Regions from separate parts of the Mus musculus genome. Here all the other regions are linked to region 1. A link is a contact called in public ChIA-PET, Hi-C and HiChIP or PLAC-seq data. All regions are on one chromosome and are shown on one strand. The core of a region is the stretch at or near the end of the contact, and the rest is flanking DNA. Distances in the headings are between cores, read along the strand shown. Region 1 has its middle 4.6 kb from the start of Gm42196. Region 2 overlaps Tnik (TRAF2 and NCK interacting kinase). Region 3 overlaps Tnik (TRAF2 and NCK interacting kinase). Region 4 overlaps Tnik (TRAF2 and NCK interacting kinase).

The links. A called contact is a pair of places that touch in the nucleus more often than the background predicts. ChIA-PET counts read pairs in DNA pulled down with a chosen protein or histone mark. HiChIP or PLAC-seq counts read pairs in DNA pulled down with a chosen protein or histone mark.
Region 2: an RNA polymerase II ChIA-PET map of memory CD8 T cells shows a contact between it and region 1, with 5 times the contacts expected there. The contact joins two enhancer-like sites. A contact is called at or near these places in 5 of 484 Hi-C or Micro-C datasets (bone marrow-derived DN3 thymocytes, cerebellar granule neurons, cortical neurons and 2 more) and 3 of 115 datasets of contacts at active chromatin or transcription factors (astrocytes, memory CD8 T cells and neural tube).
Region 3: a contact with region 1 is called in a Hi-C map of the HPC-7 cell line, with 2.1 times the contacts expected there. The contact joins two enhancer-like sites. A contact is called at or near these places in 8 of 484 Hi-C or Micro-C datasets (CD4 T cells, the HL-1 cell line, the HPC-7 cell line and 5 more) and 3 of 115 datasets of contacts at active chromatin or transcription factors (acute myeloid leukemia, astrocytes and embryonic stem cells).
Region 4: an H3K27ac HiChIP or PLAC-seq map of trophoblast stem cells shows a contact between it and region 1, with 11 times the contacts expected there. The contact joins two enhancer-like sites. A contact is called at or near these places in 9 of 484 Hi-C or Micro-C datasets (the HPC-5 cell line, cortical neurons, differentiating embryonic stem cells and 6 more), 9 of 115 datasets of contacts at active chromatin or transcription factors (the NIH/3T3 cell line, acute myeloid leukemia, a beta-TC-6 cell line and 6 more) and 4 of 9 other capture datasets (adipose tissue, embryonic stem cells, liver and 1 more).

Annotation. Positions count from the first base shown.
Region 1 is chr3:28,168,297-28,175,607 of GRCm38.p6, forward strand. No RefSeq gene overlaps it. Among named protein-coding and RNA genes, the nearest start is that of Gm42196, 4.6 kb to the right of the region's middle. Within about 2 kb of position 3,140, at least 82 of the 459 cell types and tissues checked have an H3K27ac peak or open chromatin away from gene starts, as enhancers often do. A contact at or near this core is called in the HPC-7 cell line, memory CD8 T cells, muscle stem cells and 2 more, where this site is marked.
Region 2 is chr3:28,465,826-28,473,101 of GRCm38.p6, forward strand. The region is part of intron 2 of Tnik (TRAF2 and NCK interacting kinase); the gene reads left to right. Among named protein-coding and RNA genes, the nearest start is that of Mir466q, 50 kb to the left of the region's middle. Within about 2 kb of position 2,361, at least 52 of the 459 cell types and tissues checked have an H3K27ac peak or open chromatin away from gene starts, as enhancers often do. A contact at or near this core is called in memory CD8 T cells and muscle stem cells, where this site is marked.
Region 3 is chr3:28,619,503-28,626,936 of GRCm38.p6, forward strand. Tnik (TRAF2 and NCK interacting kinase) reads left to right here. Exons shown (of 33, transcript NM_026910.1): 19 at 1,433-1,596; 20 at 3,509-3,606; 21 at 5,697-5,720. Among named protein-coding and RNA genes, the nearest start is that of Gm52603, 64 kb to the right of the region's middle. Within about 2 kb of position 2,454, at least 2 of the 459 cell types and tissues checked have an H3K27ac peak or open chromatin away from gene starts, as enhancers often do. A contact at or near this core is called in the HPC-7 cell line, where this site is marked.
Region 4 is chr3:28,521,392-28,528,499 of GRCm38.p6, forward strand. The region is part of intron 4 of Tnik (TRAF2 and NCK interacting kinase); the gene reads left to right. Among named protein-coding and RNA genes, the nearest start is that of Mir466q, 110 kb to the left of the region's middle. Within about 2 kb of position 1,925, at least 79 of the 459 cell types and tissues checked have an H3K27ac peak or open chromatin away from gene starts, as enhancers often do. A contact at or near this core is called in neural progenitor cells and trophoblast stem cells, where this site is marked.

The sequences.
Region 1 (7,311 bases), core at 1,890-4,389:
TACATCTGCTGCCTGAGTTGGAACACCTCCCTTCCATAACTGGAAATCTATGGGCCTAATTCTGGGATGACTGGAAGGAGGTTTATGTCTCAGCGTGTAGCTGAGCAATCTGTCACTGGGAGGGTAAAGCTGTAACCCCCAGTATAAGAAGCTGGGCCCTAGTGTTAAAATAGAAAGATAGAAAGATGGAAACACAGAAAGAAGGGAGAGGGTGGGGCGGGGTTGGGAGTACACACTTAAAAATCCACACTCAAGGACTTATGTTTGCTTGCAGGTCCAGAGGCTTGAGCCTGCCCTCTGCCCAAATCTGCAGTCTTTCCCACTCACCATGGTCTGCGATTAATTTAGTGCCCAAGAACCTCGAGTTGCTCCTGTGTTGAAGGTGAGCACCCTGATGTAAAGTTTGATATGTCACCAAGTCACTAGATCCACACTGACCTGCAGTGGGCTTTGCTGTTTCCCATGAGTGTTCTGGGCTCAATGTAGATTTTGTTTTGTTTGAAGATTTTCGTTTCTATGTGTTTTTGTTTCTATGTGTGTGGGTTCCATGTGCGTGCATGCATATGGGAGCTAGAGTTACAGGTGGTTGTGAGCCATTCAACATGGGTGCTTAGAACCAAACTTAGGCCCATGGCAAGGAGGAAGGAAGGGACTCTGATGTCCACTTGGTCTGGCCTTTAGTGCTGAAGAGCAAGAAGAACAAGAACAAGAAGAGATACCGAAATGTCTGTATTATATTGAAAAGGAGAGGGTGGGGCAGGGTTGGGAGCACACACTTAAAATCCATACTCAAGGACTTATGTTTGCTCCTGGGGGAGGGAGGGTAAGCCAGCTCCTCAGCTGGAAAGTTCAGGGCAGAGAGCAGAGTATGTATGCCCTGTAACAGGTAGGGCCTGAGGGATGCCCAGAGAACCTGGCGGCCAAGTTCACTTTGGTATGTAAACTATGCACCTCAGTTATTTGTCCCAGGTCTGAATCTCACCACAGGCTATTCCAACATTAGCTCTCCCCAAGCTGCCTATAGGTACCAGGATTTTATGTAAAGCATAAATCGTTCTCCTCAGACTGAAATACTCCTACTCCGTTATGGCTTAATGCTTTGCCTTTTTAGTTCTGTGACCTTGAGTAGCCCACTTCATTTTTCTGGGCTACAGTTTTCCCTGTATAAAAAGGTATGGCTTCTGTTCTAGAGTATAGGGCTCAGAATAAACAGATTGTCATTTGTTGTTGTTTTGGGTCATTCTAGGGACACATGTGTCACAAGACATTAGTCCTATATACTCAAAGAACGCACAAAATATTTCAGCACAGAGAAATGAGAAAAACAGCTATTTCCGCAAATCTTTCCTTTGTTAAAAAATTTTAAAATGTATTACATAAGTTTTCTTTCAACATAACAAATATATCGAAACTAATTTTTTTCTTTTAAAGGTGGCCATGTGGTCCATGCCTATAATCCTAGCCTTCTGAAGGAGGATCAGAGTTCAAGGTCATTTTGGCTACACAGTGAGTCTGAGGCTAATCTGGGCTACATAAGGCCCTGTCTTAAAGAACAAAAGGCCCAAAAGTGATTTAGGGCTTGTGAGAAAGAAATCAGGAGTCTGGAAAAATGGCTCCCTCTGACACATCACACATACTGTGAACACAGAAATGGGATGAAGGAAGGATGAAGGAAGGAAGAAGGGAAAGAAGGGAGAGAAGGGAGGAAGGAAGGGAAGAAAGAAAGAAATGAAGGAGGAAGATAGGGAGGGAGGAAGAGAGGAATGAGAGAGGGAGGAAGGAAGAGGAGAGGGAAGGAGGGAAGAGGGAGGGAGGAATGAAGGAGGGAGGGAGGAAAGGAGAGAGGGAGAGAGGGAGGGAGAAAAGTGTCCTATCAAGGAGGTTTGGGGAAGCCATTCTTCCAGAAGATCAGAATGGAGAGCCCCACCTGCACCCCAGCCCACCTGCTGGGATAGGCCCAGAGGGAGGTGCTGAGGCCTGAGACAGCCAATGAGAGATACTTATTGTCAAGCAACAATCTCCTGTTAGTTTTTTCTGCACCATCAGAATGCAGGGGACCAGGGAAACCCCCGAGAGGGATACCTCTGGGTGCCGCTGTTACAGACAAGGACTTTTAACTATCCTTGAGGTAAACAAAAGGGATCCCTTAGAGAACAGAACACCCTGAGGACCTGGGATGCAGTTCCATTGGTAGGGTGCCTGCCTAGTGTACAAAGCCCCTAGTGGATGAGTCCTAGCACTCCATAGCCTGGACTTGATGCCAAAGGCCTGGAATCCCAGCAGGAGGCAGGAGGATCGGAAGTCCATCTTCATCTATTTAGCAAGTTCCAGGTCAGCCTAATTCCTGGAGATCCTGTTTCAAAAACGGGAGAAGAGAGGGGGATGATATGACCGAGTCTGGCTTTGTGGATGGTCCAGAGGCAGGGCAAGGCCAGAGGAGGAGCTGCTCCTGGGGACAATCCCTAGGCCTGACCCCAGCCTCACTGCTAGCCTTCTGACTGAAGCTCCAGCTCCTCGTCTGTCCAATAGGAGAAGCCATGCAGCCAGCCAGCCAGGCAAGCGGGAGGGTCTGAGGCAGTGGCAGCAGTGGACCAGGTAAACTACATTTCTTAAGTCAGCAATTCTAGCTTTTCTCCGCTCCCCCTGACCCCGCCTTTTGCCCTTCATTTAAAGGAAACATTTCTGAACGTTCCACCAGCTTCTAAAACAACCGACATTTGTTCCCACGTAGATCCCAACTGAAGGAGGGGAGGGAAGGGGGAAGGATGGAGCTGTTTTTCTTTGACTGAAGGTCAGACCCTATACTCCTCTTACCCTCCCTGATTTCCCTCTGACTCATCTTTGGGCCTGAGGCATATCACAAGCTTCCTGTCTCCTTTTCCTTACCTGGAAAAAAAAAGGTTTTATTTCATCGGCTTCCACCTGCCTTTCTGTGCCTACTGTTTTGAGACTGTGTTCTACTTCCTCTAAATTACCTTTTCACGGGGAGTTTTAGTGTTTTCTAGAAGCAGGGAACGGACCAAGTGTTCTTTGAGTGATTCCAGCAGAGAACCGCACCAGAGAGCAGCAGGTCTCAGGCCACGTGATTATCGCCCCCTGGGGGCTGTTGGCAACGTCTAGACATTTTTGGATTATGCAATCACCGGAAGAGGAAGTGTAATAAGCAGAAAAGAGAGCTATTGCCAAATACCTACCATGCATAGGACAGTGCCTGCCACAAGAAACAATATCTGGTTTACACAGCCACTTCCCTTGTCTTCGGATGAATGGAACGCTGCTCTTTCTGCTAACCCGTGACAACGTCTGACTTGGGGAGCCCACAGCAGGAAAACCTCATCCCATTCTCTTCAAGGCTCCCTCCACCATCCCCCCTGCAGCAAACTGAGGGGAAGGGGTATCTGATTTCCAAGCTCGTTTTGCAGGGTGGGGAATTCAAGTTCCCAAGACACAGGCTCAACCTGAGATGGTCCTCCCTATAGGAGTACCTGCCTTCCGCGTCCCTCGTGGATGGTGCGACACCAGACTTATCTGGTTAAAGAGAAATGCTTCCTTGCTGCCTTCTTTGCTGGGGACAAGCCCCAGACAGTTGCACTGGTAAAAACCTCAGGACCAGACCCAAAGCCTCAAGGTCCACAGACAACGATGCTAATAGGTTGGAAATAGGCACAAAAGTCCAAACAGGAAGCTTTCTATCCTCCCCCTGACTCCTCCTCCCTCTGGGTTCAGGTATCTGTTCCTTTCCCTCTTCCGGACACTGTCCCAGCTAGCAGGAAGTTGCCAGGAAAGCGAATCTTACTATGTTCTTTGAGACTGAACGTGCTGATGTTTGTAACGAGCTATGGAGAGAAAATGATTAATCCAAAGTCATGACCACCCCTGGGGGTCTTCGTTGTCCCCAAGGGGCTGACAAACCAGATGGTGACTGAGGTGACCACTTCACTCTCACGGAAGGGTTAGTGTAGGGAAGGAGCCAAACTCACCATGTATGGCTACACAGTGCTCCATGGGGCTCAGTAGACCCTGGTATGCTTTTTTGTCTTTTCTTTCTTTCTTTCTTTCTTTCTTTCTTTCTTTCTTTCTTTCTTTCTTTCTTTCTTTCTTTTGGACAGATGATTATGTTTGTCACTGAGAGTGACCTTGAACTGGTTCTCATACTGCTAGTCTCACAGGGACGTGCCACCTCTCTGCAGAGCTGCTGGTGAAAGCCAGCGCTAGCCCGACACTCCACTGCTCAGCCCGCATCGTCAACCCTGTACAGTACACTGTCACAGCAACCTAAACAGGGTAAGATGGCAAGAAGAAAAAAATGTCACAAAAGCTAAACAAAACCAAACAGAAAATAGGAAGAGTGACATCTCCGTGAGTTTTATTTGTTTGTTTAGTCTAAGTCTCACATGGTCCAGGCTGTCTTGAATTCACTCGGAGAACTGATGGTTGACTTTGAACTTTGGTCCTCTTACCTTCAGCTCAGCAGATGTTGGCATTATCAATCCTTCCTTACCTTCTATCAATTAAAAAGTTCTTATAAATATCATATACATTTCCATATTTCATTTTATGTGCATCTTGGCATACAACCAAGTACTTTCTATGGGTTTCCACGACTGTTCCTCACAACCCTATGCAGTGGTAATTATTATCCAGATATTAATATAAAATAATATGTGAGGAATAATAAATATAACCTGCAATGATTGGAGACTTCGAGGAATTAGTCAGTAGTACAACAGGCAGAGATAGGATTTGATCCTGACGATAGCTGTGATTACAAAGTTACACCATAATGTTTTGTGTTCAGGAAATAAATCTCTGAGCCTCTTTGCTCCAGGCATCTCAAATAATGCCGGTTCAAAGAACAAGAAGAGTGTTCTTGGACTCAGTGGCTTCCTCTGCTGCTTCTGTTCGGCCCCGTAGTTACAAAGGTGGCCACAGGAGACCTGCAGAAGCGGGACTTCACGTTCAGTCCACAGAACAGCCACGTCGTCATTGCTGAGACCAGCGGTTCTCAACCTGTGGGCCTCAGCCCCTTTAGGGGCAAATGACCCTTTCACAGGGGTTGCCTAAGATAATCAGAAAACATAGATACTTACATTTCAATTTATAATAGAAGCAAAACTATAGCAGTGAAGTAGTAATAAAACATTTATAGAGGCAGGCAGATGTCTGAGTTCGAGGCCAGCCTGGTCTACAAAGTGAGTTCCAGGACAGCCAGGGCTATACAAAGAAACCCTGTCTCGAAAAAAAAAATTATGATTGGGGGTCTCCATAACATGAGGAACTATATTAAGTTGTCTCAGCATTAGGAAGGTAGAGAACTGTCATAGACACCCAATAGAGTCTAGTCTTTTCTTTTCCCTCCTCCTTCCCTACCTCTTTGAGACAAAGCTGCCTGCAGCCCAGAATGGCCTGAGAATCACATATAGCCAGGGTAAACTTTAAACCTTTCTTGCCCGTTCCTCTCAAGTCCTGGGATTACAGACATGTGCCACCATACTCAATCTATTCAGTGCTGGGTTACAAATCTTGTCTCCTAGAATCCTAGGGAGGAACTAGGAGCTACTAAGTGAGCTGCCTCTCCAGTCCAGAAATCCAATTTCTTAAAATATCACAGCCTGTGTTATGACAAAGCCTCCAGGTGGTTTTAATGCACTAAAGCTTAAGAATCAGTGACCTGGGAATGTCATTGCCGCGTGGCCATAAGTGTGAAGCAGGGACTGAAAGGGTAGAGGAAGCAATAATTACAACCATTGCAATTGAATCGGAGGCTACTTTTCTTGTTTTTTAACTGCCACTATCTGAGACACCTGGGGCAAAACGGCTCAGTTATTTACTGTACACAGAACGGTGTGAAGGACCTAGGAGAGTCTACATCTAATTAGCTGTGAAACTGCATATTTTGTCTTTGATTTTCAATGGACCCATCTCTGTCGTGTCTGCCCTGTGCCAGGACCCTCCCTGTCTCTCTTCCAGCTCCCATCATCCTCCATACCACATTAACTCTTTGCTTTGATGGTTTCTATTGTGTAGCTTCTGGAACAGACCTCAACTCCTTAAGTTGACATTTAAGAACCCTGAAAATATTGTGCCCTGACTATTTTCTTTCTTTTCCTTTCTTTCTTTCCTTTTCTTTGCTTCCTCTCTTTCTTTCCCTTTCTTTCTTTCTTTCTTTCTTTCTTTCTTTCTTTCTTTCTTTCTTTCTTTCTTTCTTTTCTTCCTTCCTTCCTTCCTTCCTTCCTTCCCTCCCTCCCTCCCTCCCTCCCTCCCTCCCTTCTTTCTTTCTTTCTTTCTTTCTTTCTTTCTTTCTTTTCTTCCTTCCTTCCTTCCTTCCTTCTTTCCTCCTCCTTCCTTCCTTCCTTCCTTCCTTCCTTCTTTTCTCCTCCTTCCTTTCTTTCTTTCTTTCTTTCTTTCTTTCTTTCTTTCTTTCTTTCTTTCTTTCTTTCTTTCTTTCCTCCCTCCTTCCTTCCTTCCTTCCTTCCTTCCTTCCTTCCTTCCCTTCTTTCCATCCTTCCTTCCTTCCTTCCTTCCTTCCTTCTTTCCTCCCCCTTCCTTCCTTTCTTTTTTGATAAGGTGCTTTGGAATTACTTATGTAGCTGAGGGTGACCTTGAACTTCTGAAGCCTCTACTTTCTGGGTGCTGAGATTCCAGGTCTTAACTCCATGTCCAATTGGTGCTTGGGGACTGAAGCCACGACTCTGTGCATGCTGGGTAGGCACTCTCCCACCTGACCGCTAACCCAGCCTTGAGCCTTTCTTATTCTTACCTTTGAGCACCTGAAACCAGATCATTGAGTTTGCCACAGACTCAGTGTTCTCACTCCACCAGTTGTTTATACAGTTTTCTCTAGCGAGGATTACTTCATGCTAGTCCTTCCACATTTACAAAGTCTGCCTCCCATATCATCTGCTTCACAGTCTCTCTTGATCCTTCTAACTACAGATTTGTACAGGATTCGTCTTTAATTATATGCTTGTGAACACGCTTTCTATGTTTCCCTACTAGATTTGGGGAAGACAGATATTTGTCCATTTTTATTGTTGCATTTTTCTATAGAGCTCCACATTGTGATGAAGCTTGATAAATGGTGTGTGTGTGTGTGTGTGTGTGTGTGTGTGTGTGTGTATGTGTGTGTGGTGTTTGCCTGTACATGTTTGTGAGTGCATATATATATATATGCATGTGCACCTGTAAAGGTCAGAGGTTGATTTGGGGTGTCCTTCTCAGTTACTGTCTACCTTGTTTTTTGAGACAGGGTCTTTCACTTATTAGGGCAGACTGACTGGCCTACAAGCCCTAAAAAACCCTCTTGCCTCC
Region 2 (7,276 bases), core at 1,111-3,610, 300 kb after region 1:
TACAGGGCAAATTGGGTAGGACTTGTAATTTTCATTTGTGTCTGGTAAAGATATTTGCTAGAATCTATGATTCTCCATATTCGTTTCTCTCCATAGTCCCTGTCTGTATGCTGTGCATGTATATGTGGGTATTGGTTCCTATAGGAGTCCCTGTCTATGTGGGCCCACATGCACATAAGGTCAACCTTAGTTCTCATTCCATCTCGACTTTAAAAATATATCTCTCTCTCTCTCTCTCCCTCTCTCTCTCTCTCTCTCTCTCACTCACTCACACACACACACACACACACACACACACATACACACAGTGTGTGTGTGTGTGTGTATGCACAAGTATGCATGCATGTACATGCATGCATGCCAGCATGCCAGGATGCATGTGTGGAGGTCAGAAGACAACCTGTGAGAGTTTATTTTCTTCTTCCACAATGGGGATCATCATCAGGTCATCAGGCTTGGTGGCAGTTGCTCTTACCTGCAAAGTTCTCTCACTGGTGCCACCTCATGTTCTGAAACAGGGCCTGTCATTGGCTGGGAGCTAGCCAATTAGGTTAAGCTGGTTGGGTAGTGATCATCATGGACCTGCTTAACTTTGCCTTCCCAAAATTGGAATTCTGATAGAGCGCTACCACGTCTGGCTTTTTCTTTCCCTTCTTCTGTGGATTCTGGGTTCAAACTCTAATCCACATCCTTCTGTAGCTACTGAGCTATCTCCCCAGATCCTCTTTCCTAGTTCTTTATGAAGAAATGTGGGAGACTAATTCCTCACAGCCACAGTACTGACAATGGTGGTGAATACTCCTGCTATATCTGCTGCCTCTACTCTAACCTCAGAGAGCGCTTTGAAGACACTCTTGGCCAGGCCTCACCACCGCAGAGGTGTCTGGGTTTGCCTTAGATTAACTAAAACTGAAGGGGCTGTTCAAGGATGGGAATGAGGGATGGAGAAGATAAAGTTCCTCCGCGCCAGGGGCTTTGCTAATTGCTGCACACTCCAGCATTAAAGTGAGCCATGAACTTCTCCCTACTGTGTCTGTCTCTACCCTTCCCAGAATGTCTTGCATATACTCTGCATGCCTTTGAAAGCAGAAGGAAGGACAGCTGATTGGATCTCAGTAAAGCATGACTCGTCAGCTTTTTAAGTAATCTATTCTTATTGGTCTTAGATTTTTCCTTAAACACCTTATGTAAAATAAACCCCCAGTATCAGAAAAGATTTGAAAACAAAGACAGCAAAATAGCAGCAAGTGTAGTTATTTGGTGAGAAGTTGTCAAGATTATCTTTAAATACTTGGCTTTGGAAAAACATCCAATTTGACCCCTAGGAATTTTGTAAAGTGTTTTACCCACTAAAGACATAGAAGGCAGTTCTATTGAGCTTTCTAAATGGGCTGTGTGAGCCCATTTGTTTAAACCAAACACAAAAGTGTCTTAGGTTTTAATGAATCTAACTGAAATTTTAGCTAAAAACAACTCATTGGAAACCAGATGGCACAGCTACCACTGTGAGCCAAGTTTAACTCTCTTGTTTTCTGAAGTGTGGATCCATTTAGCTCCATAGAACTCATAGTACAAAGAGGCCATTAATTCTGCAAGCCCCTGTACCATAGTCTATCTCTCTATCTCTCCCTCCCTCCCTCATTCTCTTCCTTTCCCTCTCTGTTCTTTCTTTACCACCTCCTACACATACACACACTTCTCTATAAGCACATGGCCACTCAATTTGAGGACCATAAGCTGTGTATATATGGTCACTAACATAGATCACCATGACACATTCCAAAGGAGAAATCAACCTCAAATGGCAAGTTTTTGTCAGTGTGCCCACGTGTGGCTGTGTAAATTACTTTTTTTCTAGGGAGAGAGAACATCCAAGCTCCTAAACCATCTAATGAGAAAACAGAGGTAATTATTAACTCATAATGAGATTGTGATCATTTCATTGATTGTTTTTACATGAAACCATACCAGGGAGATAGGCAAGTCTCTCAGAGTTCCCAAGAAAGTCCAGAGAACAGAAAGAGAAATCCTGAGAACCAGGCTGAATCAGCAGAAGGGCACATGTCTAGGCATGGATTCCCTAGGAAAAAAAAAAAAGTGGAGAGAAGCCATAAATGGGCCTGAGGTGGAAGGAGTTCCTTTGAAATCTGTTGTAACTTGGCACTTGGCTGACCCCAGCCAAGAGAAGCCTAGACTTGGCTCACCTTTAATGGTGTCATAGATAGCTTGTGCGGTTGCTATAGGTAGTTATTTTGAATCCAGGTTTCCTGTTGGCTCAGCTTCCTTTGATGGACAGGGGGCCTTGGAAATAGGTGAGGGGAGTCAGAAACCAGCCAGAGGGCTCCACACGTGAGTCATCTTCCTGTGTCTGAGAACAACACTATTGCCGCTTCCTCTCTGACAGCTGCTCCTGTCAGTAAGAACATCATTCGTGAGCCAGACTGGTCTTTAAGGGATCCTTATTTATTGGTGCTGAAGGTTTCTGGATTGTTCATTTTCTTTGTTTTGTTTCTCCACAGTTCTCAATAAAATATTAATCACAAAAGATTTTTTAGAATCACTTCTAGTTTCCCAAGGACACTAAGAGTTATACCCACCAAACCTTGGTTCAGCTATATTTTATTGCCCACGTGGCTTCCTGGAGACAGCACATATGCTTTTCATTTTGCTGCCATTATTCTTCATGAGATTACAAAAATATCAATCATGGCTGTGCTTAAAAGAAAAAAAAAAGGAAGACAATAGCGGAAGAATATGCTTGGAATATAAGCATAAGGGAAACGCATTCATCTGTGGTGTCCAGGGACAGTCTGAGTACAGGAACCCAAACAGGCTCACTTCCCTTGGGAATCAGATTCATCAGCCATGGAACCAGAACTGGAGCCATTGCTTGTGGTTGTCAGAGATGTTTGGAGGTATCCCCTCAGCAGTCTATAGTCTGGGTCCTATCCACCCTGCTGGTGTAACGTGATGAGCCTAGGTTAGGATGGAAGAGTAGCAATGCCTCCATTTCATGGTGCCAGCTCAGCTGCTGCTTAAATGGGTGGCAAAGATGAAGGAAGAGTTAATGCCTCCAGAGAGGGTGACACAGCCAGTTGGTATCCCTGGAGATTCCCAGCTATTGGAAACCTTAGCTGGACATTTTGTAAGTGGAATGGGTACTGGCATATGTGCCATGTCTAGCATGCCCCAATTGCCATCTGAATGTTCTTCTCCATTCCAGGTAGTCAGCTCAAGGTCGGTGTTGTGATAAATAGAAGCACAGTTAACAGAGGGCTCCTGCAACAAGGATATTAACCATTGTATGAACATCTGACACACAGATGCTCTCCCAACTCCTATCAGGGAAGGATGGTGTTACCATTCCTGGAGGAGATCACTGAGGTTGTTCAAATGCTAATGGTTTTTAAAGGGAGACCTTGAAAGTTTTTAAAATTGTGTATGTGGTTAGGTGTAACTCTGTGTGACTATACACACACACACACACACACACACACATACATGAAAAAAGAAAGAAAAATACCCAACTGTGTGGTGTGGTGTGTGTGTGTGTGTGTGTGTGTGTGTGTGTGTGTGTATGTGCGTGTGTGATGTGGCGTGCAAATGAAGGCCACAGGTCAACCTTGGGTGCTGTTCTTCACGTACTGTCTACCTTGTTTCTTGAGACAGCTCCCTCTTGTCCCACCTCCACCTCTCCAGCTCAAGCATTAACGATACACACTACAACTCTATTATTTTCATGCAGGTGCGAGGGACACATACTCAGGGCCTCACGCTTGCTTGGCAAACAGTGTACGGACTGAGCTCCAGCCTCTCCAGCCCTAATTATCTTCTTTATGGATTGTGTTTCCATTATTTCATTTCTTAGCTAGATAGAATTTCTCTTGGCTCTGGGAATGGTGGGGCCATTTGTTGAATAATGTCTGATAGTATAAGAATGTCTGGCAGTTTTCTTTCTGTCTTTATACATACTGAATCAGGCAGATGCAAAATAAACTCTCGAAGAAGAAGCAAGTCTCAAGCAAGCCCTGGAACAGCCATGCACAGAATAGGCACCAGCCTGAGCACTACACAGACTTTGCTTTTTGCCCAGTTAGGAACTTCAACTCTCTTCTTTTGTCTTCTGTGTCAATATTAGTAAACATCTGTCTTACTGTGTCTCGGTGCATTTGTATAATTCTACTTTACTCCCCTTCACTTAGTTCCCCCGGGGGCTGGACCCCACCCTATGCTACCAGTTACCAGTGTATACTGGGCCAGTAACTCCAAAAGACAGGGAAATTTCACAGCCATAGAGGTCTTGGAAAGGACTGAAAATCCTTTTTGAAACGATGACTTTTTTAGTCCCCTCCCTCAATATCTCTGAAATGCTGAATGCCAGCCATCATATCTGAAAAATGGGAAATAAAAACATCCATTTTGCTAAGGCTGGGAGAAGTGCCTCAATTTGTAAACTGCTCGCTGCATAAGCATCAGGACCAAAGCATGCATGTCAGCATCCAGAGAACCTAGGTTCCAATCCCAGCACCCACATGGCAGCTCACAATGGTCTGTAACTCCAAGACAAGACAACCTCACACAGACATACATGATGGCAAAACACCAACGCACATAGAGTGAAAATAAATACACAAAAAATTAAGGTGGAAGAGCAATTGAGAAGAAACACAGCATTGGCCTCTGGCATGCACATGCACTCACATGTGTGCATACAGTACCCCTACACACACACACACACACACACACACACACACACACACCTACATACATACATATATACATACATACATACATACATACATACATACATACATACATACATAGATGCATACATTCATACAACACACATTCCAGTTTTGAGCCTATGGTATGAGACGCTCTTTTGCTAGGACATTGGCACTTCAGCTTGAACTCCTGTTGTCTACTGGCTCATTAGAGCACACCATGTTTAGTCTCAGCTCCTTTGGAGCAGCAGTATGGTAGATAGACACTTGGCTGGCTACCTAGCAAGACCTTTTCCTTTTTGGAAATTTGCCACTGCAAGATGTTTTAAAAATCTGTTGAGCAGGTGATGTCTAGGTACTAACTAGAAAAACAACTAAAACGTGCAATCCAGTGTTTGCAAAACAGGCTGTTCTCAAAACAATTAACCATAGGATTCTGAAGCAATCTTAGCTGGAACTAAGCTATGTAAACTTAGTTTTAACAAAATAGCATTAACCACATACAGGACTCTTGCAAAATTCACCATTTCATTGGGTTAAGTAGGGAGTCACGATCCTTAGGCATGTTCTTGATTTATGTGAACCTGTGATTTTCCCATTAAAAGTGGTGATTAATATTTTCTCTGCCCACATGAGGTTTATGGCTAGGTGTCTCTCCTGAGACTGTCAGTCCTTTACTTTCTGAATTGAATTGGCATCCATAGAATGCATTGCTGCAGCAGCACATCTGTAATAGGCGCAGTAGGGTGTGGGTATAGATGGCTTGGGAGGCTGGGCTGAGGCAAGGTGTTTCAGATACATTGAAAGTGGCTTTGCCATGTCGTGTTTAGGGCTGAGCATCAGTCTCTGAGTCTTTGGAGAAGCTGTATGACTCATCTGTGTTCTAAATCATCATTTATTTTGCTTCTCAGAACACCATCCAAAAGCCATGCCCATATTCTCCACAACAAACATATTGGCCTTGCTTATTTGAATACACTCAAGACACAGATCCCATTTTCTGCATATTACTTTCTCAAGATATTTTTTTTATTTTTCAGAATTTTATACCTTTGTACAACATGACCCTCTCTATCCTCCATTTATCTGTCTATGTACTTTTGTGTCCCCATAATTACCCCACCCTATTTCAGCTTAAAAAAATAATCACCCAGGAATTCTAATTACTGCACTGGTGTGGGGCCATCCATTGGTGCATGGGAAGTCTACCAGTAGGGACACCTTAGAGAAAACATAAGATCTCCCTCCTTCTCCCAGTTGTCAGCTGACTGCAGCTCCTCAGTGAGAAGTGGGGTACAGTGGCACTGGAGAGCATCCTCTTCATCTATACTAGAACCTTGATTGGCTTAATCTGGTGCAGGTAGCCACAGCTGCTATGAATTCCTGAGTTCTGCAGTCATGTCCTGTTCAGAAGGCAGCATCTCACAGCATGGCTCCCCACCTGCAGGCTCTGTTTCTTATGTTCGCTCTGCCTCCTCTTCTTTGATGTCCCCTGAGCCTTATGGAAGGGACATCAGTAAAGAGTTCCCATTTAGAATTGACAACTCCATCTCTCCTTCTCAGGACTTTAACCACTGTGTGGTTTTACACTGACTGCTATTAAAGGCAGATATTTTAAAAAAATATCAAAAAGAATAAAAGTAGCTTCTCTTCTGGGCATTGTCTAGAAACATGAAAAGTGCATATTACTCTTTTTGTTTTTATGTAAATGATGGTAGACCACCTAGTTACAGCTTCTGCCCTACTGAGTTGTTTGGAAGCACTAGGGACTAAAATCACCCTTGGAATTGTCCAAAATTGAAGATTTTCAACTTTGTTTTGTCTATTTGCTTCTTTAAGGGAATGGTGAGTTGATGAGGGTCTCCTTTGAGGAGGATACATTTAAAAAGAATCAAATTTATCATTAAAATTTACCTTAGGATATTGGAGGTACAGCCAGCTGGAAGTTCTTAGCTATTATATTTGAGAGAATTTCTAAAAGGTATCTTCTATTTTCTTCTATTATTTTTTATGGGAAAAGAACTTAACTTATTCTTCCTCCCTCCCTCCTTGCCTGCCTGCCTGCCTCTCTCCCTACTTCTCTTCCTCCCTTCCTTTCCCTTCTTTTTGAGACTAGGTCTTATAGTGTAGCCCAGGCTTGCCTCAACCTCATGCTCCTTGTGCCTTGGCCTCCTGAGCACTGAGATTATAGAGTTATGCTCTGGCATAGCTTAGCTCTGTGATCCAGAATAGAAAACATAGGTTGAAGTGACCAAGGAATGACATGGGGCTTCCATGCTCATTTGTCGAGGGCTAGATTTAGCTGACAAACCAACCCTAAGAGTAGAAGAAAGATGCTGAGTGAGGTGCTTATGATCAAAGACCTTCTCAGGTTCACCAGGCCTGGGAGAGGGGCTGCTCAAGGTCATGTTTCCTATTCCCATGGACTCCAGTTATGCCACCAAACTCAGTAGACCAGCTTCTTCTACCCAAAGAAAACCATGGGCAGTAAACATAAGATGCCCCCATCCACCCAACACTCTTTAAATTTTCTAAATTTCCCAATTTTTCTT
Region 3 (7,434 bases), core at 1,204-3,703, 450 kb after region 1:
TAAAAAACAGAGTTGAGTTTCAGTGTGCAGATAGATGGCTGGTTCTTTGTTATTTGCCAAGGCAGTGTGTTGGGATGACTAATAGGAGAATGAATTACCAGACTAATTTGTCCATATGATGGGTTATTTTGCAGCCAGAACTCTTCAAAGCATAAGAAAGTGCTCACAGTACCTGTTTTTCCTCTACAGTGTTAGGGAGAAAAAAAGTAAGAAATAAAATTGAATATTTGATAATTTGCCAAATAGTAAAATATAGTTGACTATTTTCTGGCTTGGGAATTGCATGGGTTCTTCCTCATATTTCCCCTTTCATAGGTTTCAAGTTCTCTACAATAAATACTGGGGGCACTGTTTAAAGGAAGGCCTCCTCTCATGGCTCCTCATCTCAGAGCTAGTGCTCCAGCCTGATGACCCAAGAATTGAGTGTGAAGCTCATCCCATGCCCTCCCCAGGAAAGCCTGGCCTCCATGTTCCCTTGTTACCCCACAACCACCTTATTAATGTATACAAGATAAAATTTACATGTATTTATGTGTACCATGTGATACACACACATATATACACACATACATACATATAACTTAACTTAAACAGTTACTGGGTTTTGTAACAAAAACATTTAGGATCTGATTTAACCTGGCTGTGGTACTGCAGTATTCTATAAAATGAGACCTGCTTTAAGCATACATATTAAGTAAAGGCATCAGAGTGTACAACAAATTTCTAAAGCTTGCTCATCCTATCTAACTGAAACCTTTCTTTGCTTGCATCCCATTGTTTCCAAACCAAACTCTATCAGCTGCTGCTGATCCACATTGTACACTCTGCGACTCTGAGTTGTGCCTATCCATATACAAGGTATTCATGCAGTGCATGTCTTCTCATGTGCTTGACATATGTACAGAGTATGTATGTGCTACATATGTACAGCCATGTGATATTTCCTTTACCGGCTAGTGCATCAGTGGATATACGTCGATTCTGAATTTTGCTGTTACAGATAGTGTGCAACAGTGATTGGATCCATCTCTTTCACACAGAGACCTCACTTCCTCTAGATACATACCCAGAAGCAGAATTGTCAGGTCATATCATAGGTCTTTTTATAATTATTGGAGGACTCCCCATAAAACTTTCCATCATGGATATGCTAATTTGCATCCAACAGAGTACAAGGATTTCCTTTTTCAACACCCTCAGTAGCACTGACTATCATTCCTCTTTTTAAGAAAACCATTTTAATAATGTAAGGTGCTGCTGAGTACCTATATATGGCTTTTTTTTTTTTTTGCATTTTTCTTTTTAATGTCTATCCAGGTCCTTCACAGCTTATATTTAAAGTCTTATTTATCTCTTGCTACTGAGTTGTTAAATGAGTGCCTTGTTTGCTTGCGTGTTGACGTGCAGCCCTTGTATTCTCCCATGCCCGCAGCAACCCTGATCTGCGCAGGACAGAGCCAGTCCTGGAGAGTTCCCTGCAGCGGACAAGCAGTGGCAGTTCCTCCAGCTCCAGCACTCCCAGCTCCCAGCCCAGCTCCCAAGGAGGCTCTCAACCTGGCTCCCAAGCAGGATCTAGTGAGCGGTCCAGAGTGCGGGGTAAAGTACTCCATTCTATCACACCCGGGAGGAAAGCCGGAGCAGAAAGACGGTTACTGTCTGACTCTGGCAGCAGGGTGGCCACTGGTAGATGATACTGAAAATTATCTGCTGGCTCGTGCTTGTGTCTCCTGAGGGACTGGACTACCATCCCTAATTGTGCATGTGACATCAGAGTGTGACCACCCATCCTATATATCTATCTAAAATTTCAATTTCCAGACAAATCTCCATGTAGTGGCCTTACTACCAAATATTTGTGACTGCAAAATATTGGGAACCATCCAGTTTCCCAAATGTCCATTTCTGTTCGATTCCTCATTTTCAATCTCACGTGCCCCACTGTCTTGTTTCCATGGCACCAGACACCCCTTCCAGGGTCCTAGTATGTTTTATAATCTTAGGTATTTCTCAAGATGAAATTCCCTAAAAACCATTTTAAAATAAGTACATAAGAGAGAAAGAAATACCTTCGCCTTAAAGACACATGTTCAACTCTTCTGGATGTTCCTACTAGATAAGCAAAATATATAGCCTCATATTTAATTCAAAGCATTCTGCATCGCTCAGTTTTCAGTAATGAAAAAAGCCCATGGAAAGACTATAGTATAATTAATACCTAGCAAAACACTGTTCTAACGAGTTGAAATTCACTCTTCTGAGTCATCTTCTTCAGAAGATAAATTTGCTCACAGGTAATTAATTCTAGGCTTTCTGAAATACAATTTGATACATATTAATGATAAGCCACTCTTCCTGAAGGAAGCCCCTATTTCCTCCATGGCCCCTTGAGTAGGCACAACCACAATTTACCTCCTCTATTAATCATTTACATTTCAGTTAAGTAAAACCTCGGTATATGCAACTTTCTTAAGCTTGAGGTTTAACATGTGACACCCATGACTGAGCATTGAGACTTAGATTGTCCCACAGCTGACTTGCTGTTCCTGACATGGGTGGCCTGTCTCTGAGTGCTAGGTGTCTCTGGGACACTGACCCAGACAACTGCCGTTCCCTCAACTTTTTTTTTTTTTAATGTTCATGGAGTTTTTGTAAAGAAGATCAGTGTTACCCATACCACTTTAATTCTCTGAGCTAGCTCAGGCTTAATTCTCACATGCTTTCCTGCATTCCCTACTTCTGATTACAACTCATCTCTGCCTGGGGATTCAAGCCAAACAAGAAACCCTCAGCTTTCCGACTGCTCTACCTATGCCCTAAGTACCACAGCGCCTCTGTGGCTGCAGGCCACCTCCCTCACCCTTGCTCCACACCCATTTTCTTGGGCCTTTATAATCGGCACCTCCCTGATCCCGCATCACTCTTTCTTCCTTAAAGGTCTCAGATCACGTCTCAGATCTCCTTTTAAGACTCATGCCGTCAAATAAAACTCTTTTATTCCTCATAAACTTCAATCAGAATAGTCTGTTCTGGTGAATAGAAGATAAAAGAAGAAAACAAGGCTAGAATTTTAATTTAGAAGCTCATTTGAAATAATGATTAAGAGGATATTCAAAATTCAGAAGGATTCCCAACTAAGTCCATCACTTCACGGCTACGTGTGTCATTCTTCGGGTCTGTACTCATCAGGAGATTAAGAACATGGAGCCATAGTACTATGTGGGAGCAAGGATGAATGGCAGTGATTGACAGAATAAGCGTTTGGTGTTGTGCCTAAGACACAGTAAGCTCTTGGTAAACGGTAGTGACAAGTACAGTGCTTGCTGAAGAGTCTCAGTTTTACTGTTGACTTCTCGGTGGCAGGCCTACATTGTCGACCTCTGTTTTCTGAGCATTTATTATTTTTCCATGGATACATATAGGTTTGCCTCGTGAGTTGGCTTTCCTTAGTCACTCCCTCAGAATGCGAGACAGGCTTTTCTAATAGCTGTGTTCCTGTTCTCTCCTCTAGCCAACAGTAAGTCCGAAGGATCACCCGTGCTCCCCCATGAGCCTTCCAAGGTGAAACCAGAAGAATCCAGAGACATCACACGGCCCAGTCGGCCAGCTGTGAGTGCTTTTCTTTCTACGGATTTGGAACTCTTCCTTTACCTGGGGATCCCAGGATGATGTAGTTAGGGTTGCCTTTATGACTCAAAGCAAAAGTTGGGAGATGAATAAGAGCACTGTGTGCTAAACACATCTAGAAGACAGTCATGCATGACGAGGAAGGTACGGAGTGGATTTTAGGCTGCTTCCTCTGCTCTGAGGGCTTTTGTTGCTCATCACCATTCTAGGAAGAAGGAAAGAAATTAGCTCACACCATCGCACAATATTTGCTCATTACTTTGACAAGAAAAGATGTTAAAAGTAGCAGTTAGGAAACCTGGGCTGTTCCTATGAGTTGCTTCATCCAGACTCCACACTGGCTTTCATATGGACTATAATTACAGTCTTCTGCTCCTTGTCATGTTTTATGGACTATCTTTTCTGGACCAAAACGTAATAAGTATGTGTGACACAGAACCTGGCAACTTGACATTCCAGCTTCATTGCTTGAAAATGAAGGACCCAAGTGTATAAACGGAGGGTTTTAGCATCAAATGTATAAGCCAAGGACAGGACAGCTCCAAGTTATGGTTGAGGGGAAGGTTTTCATTGTAGCTAAGAGAATAGAATTGCCAGAGGCATCTGGAAGCGTCCAAAGCAGAAAGAGGAAACAGTAATGGCCAGAAGACTGGACTAGGTCATGAAAGGAGGGCAAGGGAGAAAGGAGACCAAGAGAGAGGGGCAAGAGAGGGGAAGACAAAAGAGCACACAGCTGAAAAGATGGGGTTATATGGGAATGAGAAGGAGGGGATGAGAAGACCATGGGTTGGAGCAGTTTAGGATAGCCACAGGTAGTTGTAAGACTAAGGGAGCTTGGAGGACAGCATGCCCTTCAGTATGCTAACAGACATCATGGATAGCTATTTGTCCCTTCTGACAGTGGTGAGGATATGGGTACTTTGGTGGGGGTGCCACAGTTTAGGGGTGTGGAGTTTCCTTTGGGCCCAACACCAAGTAGATTTAAAGAAAGAAAGGATCTGGGCTAAGGATGTAGTTCAGTTGGTTAAGTGCTCATTCTGCCCACCTGAAGCCCTGGATTCGGTGCCCAGCAGCACATAAGACAGACATGACGGTATATACCACAAGTTTAAAGTCATCTTTGGGTGAATAATAAGTTCAAAGCCAATCTAGGATACATGAAAAATTGTCTCAAGTAGATAGATAAATGATAGATACGTTAGATAAATGATAGATAAATACCTAGATGAGATAAATAGATAGATAGATAGATAGATAGATAGATGAAAGAAATGCTCACAGTCATCTATTGGATGGAACACAGGGCCCCCAATGGAGGAGCTAGAGAAAGTACCCAAGGAGCTAAAGGGGTGCGCAACCCTATAGGTGGAACAACAATATGAACTAACCAGTACCCCCCAGAGCTCGTGTTTCTAGCTGCATATGTATCAGAAGATGGCCTAGTCGGCCCTCAGTGGAAAGAGAGGCCCATTGGTTGTGCAAACTTTATATGCCTCAGTAGAGGGGAACGCCAGGGCCAAGAAGTGGGAGTGGGTGGGGGAGGGTATGGGGGACTTTCGGGATAGCATTTGAAATGTAAATGAAGAAAATAACTAATTAAAAAAGAGAGCTAAATAAAAAAGAAAGAAAGAGAGAAAGAAAGAGAGAGAGAGAGAGAGAGAGAGGAAGGAAGGAAGGAAGGAAGGAAGGAAGGAAGGAAGGAAGGGGAAGGAAAGGGAAGGAAAGGAAAGGAAAGGAAAGGAAAGGAAAGGAAAGGAAAGGAAAGGAAAGGAAAGGAAAGGAAAGGAAAGGAAAGGAAAGTGCAGGCTGGCTGAAACTTAAACTTGGTTTAAGTTTCTTAGATGCTGTCCTGTGAATGAATGACTCTCAACTACTAGTTTTTGCATCTTAAAGTTGGGGAATTGCTAAGAAATAACAAAGGGGATTTGTATCATTCTGGCCTGAGCTTTTCTTTGCTTGTCTGTCTGTATCAGTTTTCTAATAACAATGCCAATTTTGTGTCTAACCTGCTTCTTTTCTTCTGGCTTTTCCCTGACTGTGGATTCTTCTGAATTGGGTTCCTCTTGCCACAGAGCTATAAGAAAGCTATAGATGAGGTTAGTACTGCCATTTCTTGGTCATGCTTTCATAAGATGTGAATATTGAACTTATTTCCTGTTGTTGACATTCAGAGAGGAAGCCAGTGGTATCATGGGGAAAAGTCCTTTTATACACACCCTTGTTTGGGAGAGGAGGGCTCCTTCAATAGAATCCAGCCTGAGACCCTCAGATCTACCCATAAAAAGCCCCAGAGTCCTTCACTAAGCAAAAATATTGCTTTCCTAGTGTCCCAACTGGACAAAACACAGACATCAGTATTTTGGTTTCTCCTTCCAGTGCCTTCTAATCACAAACCTGTATTTTCCAGCCTTGCTTGGAGATGGCCCTCAGCAGTTTTACTAACACATCCCAAATTTATAGTGTGTAATTTGTGAACAAGGAGTTACTGGTTATTGTTAGATTAATTTTGTGGGACATTAACAACACCATAGGCAGCAACATCAACCTTAGCTAATGAATCCGGGCTAGTTAAATGATCTATTTCCTTATCTGTGGAGACATTTTCCATTAGAAAAATAGATGGCTGTGTCCCTTGTAGATAGTTTGCTGAGGACAACTTCCCCATTGCTGTTTGTCAGACCTGCATGAACGCAGCAGAATGCAATGGTTCTGAATCAGCAGGCCTTGCCATGGGTCCCAGATGCATGAACCGTAAGGCTCGCCATTACAGCTTTGAGGCTGGAGCTCTCCAAAGTATATTTTTGTGAAATTATGTGGAAAAAGCCCTGGCTTCAGGAACCAGCAAGCTATATTTGAAGCTTGGCTACCTTCAAGGAACGCTGGCTGGGATAAGTCTCATAATCTCAGTAATATGTACAATGGGACTAAATCTCATAATCTGTAAAATGGCAATAAAAATGTCTGCCCTCCTTTACTTACAAGATTGTTCAGGGTCTTAGGTTTCTGTGTGCAAAGGCATTGTTTAAAGTGGAGAGTGCTTTAGAAAGCCACTGTGATTGTTCAGGTTTCAGCCACAGGCACAGTACAACTTTTGCAATTAGGGTACCATGATTGTGTGAAGCTGATTCTCATCACAGCTGTGACTACCACACCATCCACAGTGAGTCAGAAACTCACACTCCTGGTGAAAGGGTTGCTGTTTATAAAGTAACACTACTCCATATGTCTACAGCCCAGGGACTGGTTATAACCACTCTGGTCCATTATTTTGCTTTGACCTTACAGTAGTAACAAGGATAGAGGGGCACGCAACTTTGTATCCGTTGCCCCGAGAAGGAAAAGAGAGGAAATTATTTTCTGGTACTGGATAGCATAGCTGCCAATTAAGTGGGATTCATATGAACAACTTATGGGTTTGTACAAGTCCAGAAATTAGCATGGAAATGGCTGTTGTGAGAAAAAAGCTCTCCTGGGTTTCCTCTGGTAAGCCCAGGTGTTCCAGGTTTTTTAAAAATCACTTCATTTATTTTGATGTGTTCTACAACAATCTGATGGAGATGAGAGGGGCAGCTTCATGCCCAAACCTCTGGCACTGTGGATCAGAGCAAATGCCTCCCAGTGCACTGACACCCCTGGGCATTTACTACCACCGGCCTGGACCACTGCAACACAGGAAGATGGTCATACCCGACCCAGCGGTTCTTAGCGGTGGTTGCTACCCACATCTTTTACTTAAGAGCTATTCAGCAAATCTCAACTCAGTTTTAGTTGTTACCCTTGAAAGTGGGAGGCAGCACTGGAGACAATTGT
Region 4 (7,108 bases), core at 675-3,174, 350 kb after region 1:
ACAAAAGGAAATTTTATGCCTCATGACACTTTATTTTATGAATGCTGTAAATCTGAAAAACAGAACAAAACCAGTTGAAGTTTTCAACAACAGCCCACTGTTTAAAAAAAAAGAACATATGCTTGCATACATTCCTATAAATCCAAGAATATATTAACATTGAGAAAGAAATTAGTGCTACCCTTTCAGATATTAAACATGGGAGACTATAAATCAATCGTTTTACTTATTCATGCTTTTATTCATTCATTTGATAATTCAACAAATATAACAAATATTTACTGGATGCTTATTTTGCACCAAACATTATATGGTTTGAGGGAAAGATAGCAGATTCATTAATAAATGATGTTTTTGTTTCAAATAACTCTCAATGGCTAACCCTATAAAATGGATGGAATCTACATCACATGAAATTGCTATTTACCTTAAATATATGTACTAAAAATAATTTCTGGCTGTTTATCCTATCTTTAATAAATATGCTGAAAATATTGTGTAAATATCTAAAAAAAAAAAAAAAAAAATGAGCCTTTCCCCTTGAAAAGAAACTCATTTCCATCACTGGTTGTTGCTTTTATGAGTAGAGAACTTCCTTTGTAGACATACACTAAGTCACTGTCCTAGGGAAACAAATGAATCTCATTACTTGAGAGCAGAAATCCAAGAAGGTGGGACTTTGTAAGTGTGGGAGTCTAAAATGGTCAGGAGAACGGCTCTGAGCAGAGGCTGCTGCCTTGCCCTTAGTGCAGGATTTATGAACTGGGGTGGGGGGTGGGGCTGCTGACAAGATGGAAAACCTAATTTTTTTTGTAATCCCAAGAACTTTCATTTAAATTGTTTACACTGGTTTTTGCCTTAACAAAAGAATGACTTTGTCTGTATTCAAAACTGATTGTGAAGCTCCTGGCTCTCGGTTTAGATTAACATTGACCTAAGGTTCTTGTCCACACCTTGCTTCTCAGGACCTTCGGCTGTCAAGGTACTCTACCGTGAATTTGCAAAGCCTATGATTTTTAGCTTTGTTCTGGTTTTTGTTTTTTTCTGTTTGTGGTGGGGAGCACTGAGTGTGTATGAGTGTGTGTCCATCTACATATGACCATCCATGCAGAAGCCAGAGGAAGGCATTAGCTATCTTCCTCAGTCTACTTTCCACATTATATTTTAAAGACAAAGTCTATTCTCCAGACTCAATGCTCCTTTTGATGAAGATGCCTGACTTGTGGTTACCCATGATCCACCTATCTGACTGTGACCCAATGCTTGGATTATATTGTTACATGCAGCCTAAGGTCTACATGGGTGTTAGGTATTTGAAGTCATATCCTCTTGCCTGCTTGTCAAGTGCCATTATTGAAAAGTGAGACATTTCCCCAGCCTGACTTTCCCTACCTTTAACCTGGCTAAAACCTTACTCCTAATTCCTATTTTTTTTTCTGTTTGAGTTTAATATTTTGAGATGCAGAATTATACATACTTACTATTTCTGTGTATGCATGTGCATTTGTGTGTGGGTATGTGTTTGTGTGTATGTGTAAAAACGTATGTATTTATGGTGGGGTATATGTGGAGGCCAGAGGACAATTCCAAGAATTATTCCACAAGACCCATACAGCTTAAGTTTTGAGACAAGACCACTCATTGGCCTAAAGCTTGCTCATTACGTTAGGCTGGCTGGCCAGCGAGTCCCAGGGATCTGCCTGTCTCTGGTCCTCCAGTATCCCCTGCCTGTGTATTTCTGTGGGAGCCAGGGATCTGGTTCCTTGTGCTTGCAGGGCAAGCACTTCACTGGCTGGGCTGTTATCACAGCCTATGTTTCTTCTCCCCTTTAGGTTAATTCCTTTGTTGGAATCTGTGGAGCTCATATGTATGTGATGAGTCACTCCTGCTAAGGAAATTACCCAGGAGTTCGCACATAGCTGCTTGTGAAATGGATGCTGTCACACTGGCTCTGCTTGGACATGGATGACTGATAGCCCATGATCTTGGTCTGTAGGCAGGCTTTGCTTGCTAAAAATACCAGTTGGCTCGGATTATTCAAAATGCCTTTGTTACTAGCAGAGCAAAAGCCTGCCCGCAACCTCGTGGACAGCGTGGGGGACACTTGGCAGTCCTTTTATCTTTGCATAACTTATACTTTGTTTGAGAATTCTCCAGTCTAAAAATAAAAATTAATTTTTTTTCTTTTTAAACCTCAATACATGCTCATTTAAAGTTGAATATGCAAGGCTGTTCAGTTTGCTTTTGTGTTTCTGTATGGAGGCATTTCCTATTGTGAGATTTAAACGACCCCTGGCAAATGAAGCAACTTCTTTCAAAGCTGCTGAATTTTGAGTTTGGTTCACACCTTCATAAATCATGCAGATGGGATCTGTGGCTCTTCCCAACCACACAAGATAAAAATACCACGTTCCTCCCGGAGCTTTCTAAACCTCCAAGGTCACTAGGCTGATTTTTTACAGGGCTGGGATTTCTTGGAAGTTGCTTCTAAACTTTTCTTAGTCTCTTCAGAGGTTTGGTTCATCCTAGGGAGAACTCAACCCCTTGATCCTGTTCCCAGCCCTGCTGCCTGACCCTCTCTTTCCCACTAAAGAGAAAGGATCCACTTATTGTCACTTATTCTTGTGGGTGACTGACTGGCATCATCTTAGAAGGACAGGCTCCTGTCCAGACATTCTGACTTAGGACCTACAACATTAAAATGCCATCTTGAGACTTTGTTCCTTTCTATAGGAACTTAGAGCTGATTAACTAACGAGTGACTGAATTCTCTCGGGATCTGGAAAATTATCTCAGAATTGACCTTCAGAAGTCACTGAGGTTGTAAAATGAAGTGGTTGGACTTCATGGTTCTCTGCCAAGACCTATGCTCTGTGCCATGTGAAGAAGACTGAAATCAGGGCTGACTCCATGCTTCTGTCATATCTAGGAGAGGTGGAGAATAAAGCACATTCTTGGCAAAAGTTATACACGTGTGTGTTTGCATATGTGTGCATGTGTGAATACATATGTGTATATGCATGTGCATATGTGTTTGTATACATGCCTGTGTATGTGTGCATGAGAGGGGGGAGAGAGAGATGTTGGAACTAGAGCTTCTCATAAACTCCATTACTAAGTAATATTTCTACCTCAACACTGCAAAGAAACAATATTGTGTTTCATAGTAATAGACAACTGGCAAAAATCTATAGCAATCAACCATGTGAATTGCGAAATGTGTCAGGACTCAGTTCTTAGAAAACAACCTTTTTTACTTAGACAGACATAGTTATTCAAGTAATCCAAGCATTTATTTTTATAATCTATTCACATTATACCATGCTCTTTTTAGAATCCATCCTTCAGGCCCCAAGCCAGTCCCCATCTGCTTAAGCACACTTCTCTCACCGAATTCAATTTAGCCTCCTTTCTTTCTTCCCAAGTGGTAGGAATAGTTTCTGACCCAGTTGTTCAGAGGATACTGATGATTTTTAAATCTCTGATTTCTTTCAGTATCCTGTCTGACACTTCCATTACTGCCTCCTTCCTTGGAACAACACGTTGTCTGGAGGGTAGACTGTCTCTTTGTTTTGTGGTACAAACTTGAGCAAAATGACTTGGCACTGTTTCATCAGAGGCCCTAGAAGCACCTATGCCCATTGCCTTTCAAGCTCCTTCTGCCCGGTGACATTACCACGCAATTGAACATGACCTCTAGGACAGAGTGGTCATGCTAAGAGGCAGTCAGCTATATATATTTGAGGGTTCTGGTTACTGGCAGCTTTCCATTTGTTAGTGAAACTAACGTTCACATCAGGTCTGTATGTCTATGGTTTATATATATGCATGTTCTTTTTTTGTGCAATGTACCTGCATATGTGTGTGTGTTAGCACTCGTATGCTGGATGTTAACCTCTGGTGTTTTCCTCAGGAGCTATCCATGTGTGTGTGTGTGTGTGTGTGTGTGTGTGTGTGTGTGTCTGAATGTCTGTGTGTGTGTGTGTGTCTGTGTGTGTGTGTGTGTGTCGTCTGTGTGTGTGTGTGTAAAGGTTGGGGCATCTCTTATTCTAACCAGTTAGGTTGCCAATTAGGTTACACTATTGAGCTGACAAGCTCTGGAGATCTTCCTGTCTCTGCCTGCCCAGTACTGCTCTCACAAGTACAGGTTGCATACCCAGTTTTATCTGGGTGCTGTGTGTGGAACTCAGGTCCTTGTATTTGCATGACAAACACTTCAAACCCTGAGCCATCTTCCTGGTCCCCGATGCTTATTCATAGCAATTTAACCAGAGTGGAGATGGGATAGTCCTGGCTAGGGAACATGTCTATGGCGGTTATCATTTAGTGTCAACTTGATAGGATCTTGTTGACAGAATATTGTATGTCTGTATGGATATGACCCCTGCTAAGAAAAATATGATGGCCTATAGCTTAGGCAAGAAATAGGAGGTGGGATATCAGGAGGCAGAAAGGATTCTGGGATACTGCCCAGTGGGAGATTTACCCTGAAAGATGTGAGGACGAGACAGATGCATGGTATCTGAACACATGTAACCAGCCACATGGTAGAATGTAGACTAGAATAAATGGGTTATTTTAAGTTATGGTCTAGTCAGAGAAAAGCCTAGCTGTATGGCCAATTGACATTTTGAGACTCTTATTTCTGGAAGCATGGGACTGGAAGGAAAAAACAGACCAAATGTTAATAGGATCTAGAATCACCCAAGAGCAAATCCTCTGGCCAAGTCAGTGATGTACTATCGAGACTAGGCTAGCCTCTGGCTATGTTTGTGAAGGGTTATCTTGATTAAGTTCCTTGATATAAAAGACTTATCCACTATGGTGAGACAATTCCATGAGCTGGGGTCCCAGAGTGAACAAAAGGCAGAAATCTAGCGGAACAAAAGCCTTCATCTTCCTCTGCTTCCTCACTATGGATACAATGTAACCAGCTGCTCCGATCTTCTCACACTTCGCCTTACTCACTGTGATAGGCTATGGCTTTGAACTGTAAGACAACACGCTTTTGTAACAGGTCATGTAACTAATGCAGTGTCTAGGTCACAAAGTTACTAAGATGATGTTTTTTATGCCTTAATGAGTATTCACTCTGGGTAAGGCCAAAGACAATAAAAAGAAAACTGAGATGAGAGTCATGCAAAAGATTTTTGTTTACTTTTTGTTTTGTTTGTAAATCAGCAAGCTGTTAAGTGCCCAGCATATTAAGTTCTAAATAAGTGCTGATGTATCTTGTTGACTTAGTGTAAACTCTGAGGAAGCTGTCTTTCCTGGGAGATACTAATGATCCATTGCATCCTCCATGTGAGATCCTGACTTGCCTCACTTAGTCAGGCTTGGCATGTTGAGCCCTATGTCTGTTTATTAATGAGATGGGGCTACTTATGGGGAGGGAAGGTCCCTGCTGCGTGGTGGAAGTAATTATCAGTGTTGCTGTGTGGCTGTAGGAACTCATTGCTGGCAAGTTCTGGTTTCTTTCAGTTTCTTTCTTTCCTTCTTTAGAGTCCCATTACATAATTTAACAATCATTTTGTTCCTCAGTGAGATGAAAAGAATGGAGCGGCCCTCAGCTGCAGCTGAATAGAGAAACAAGATTATAGAAATCACTAACATTAGTGCCTGCCTAGAGCTGGAGTGTTTCCTATTGAATATTTGAAAGTATTTTGTCCAATCTAATTTTGAAAGACTGGAGTTGCTGGCTTCCACTGCTCTCTTTGGGGACGGCAATTATGTGGCCTAATAGGACCCAATGGTAGGACATTTTCTCCCAATGACTTGAGAACTGTTGATGCATCCCTGGGAGGTCTTGACACTATGTCTTTTCCAAAATGTGATTGGGAGAAAGGACATAGACATGCTTGGGAAGATGCTTTGATCATGTGTCCCAGAATGGTTTTGGTCCATCCTCTGGCACCAACCGAAGCATGATTCTCTACATAATGTTGCTTCCAGGTACACCAGAGTGGAGCCATGTGAGAAGCACTCATGTGCTCAATCTAGCACCAGGCAGCCTCCCACCAGTGTCTAATCCCTGCCGCCCACACTATCCTCTGCTTTCCCGACTGGAGCATTGAAACAAATGCAACATTTTTTAAAATTCTGCTAAAATACATATAGTATTAGATGGCTTCAGTTTTAGCTACTTCTAAAATAGCAATTGAGAGGCAACAGAGTATGCATTGTACTGTTCAAAGCACCCCTACTCCCTAGCTCCAAAATTATTCATCGCCATCCACCATCCACCACTCCCTCCTGCTCCACATGCTCCATTTCCCAGAAGACTTTGAGCGTGTATTCCATTGCTAGAAAGTCTTCTAGCTTATCTGTTTCATGGGAATGGAATTAGATATTACATGGCCAATTATGTCTCTTCTCCTTTCATTTAGCATAATGTCCTCACAATCCATCTATGTGGTATCAGTTATTTATTGCCATGGCTGAGTCATAGTCTATTGTGTGGTCATACCACAGTTTGATTAATCTACGTGTTCACTTGTAGATGAAATTTTGGTTCCCAAACTTTTGTCTTCTGTAAGAACTGCTGCTATGAATACTCTTATTATGGCTGTTGTGAAACATCAATTTTCGATACTATTTGTTAAAATCTTCAAGGAAAACAACTGAGTTTTATGTTGACTTCATCTTTAATTTGCTGAAGAATTCACAATCTACAGTTCCTGCATGGTGTTGTATAGCAATGTATGAGAGTACCAGTTGATCAACATTTTTTATACTCATATTTGAGGGTGCTGTGACACCTCCTTGTGGTTTTGACTCATATTTTTCTCATGACTTATGACATCATCAGCATCATGTAGTGCCATTACTGGTCTCTGCATATATTCTTCATACTCTGAAGTTTAGAGAAATGTCTGTTCAGCTCTTTGCTCATTCTCACTCCATTTTATTTATTTATTTATTTACATGTTTTCTTTTAAAGATTTATTTATTTTATATATATGCGTATGAGTACTCTGTAGCTGTCTTCAGACACACCAGAAGAGGGCATCAGACCCCGTTACAGATGGTTGTGAGCCACCATGTGGTTGCTGGGAATTGAAGTCAGGACCTCCCACCAGTGTCTAATACCTGCCTAGTCTTCTGTAGA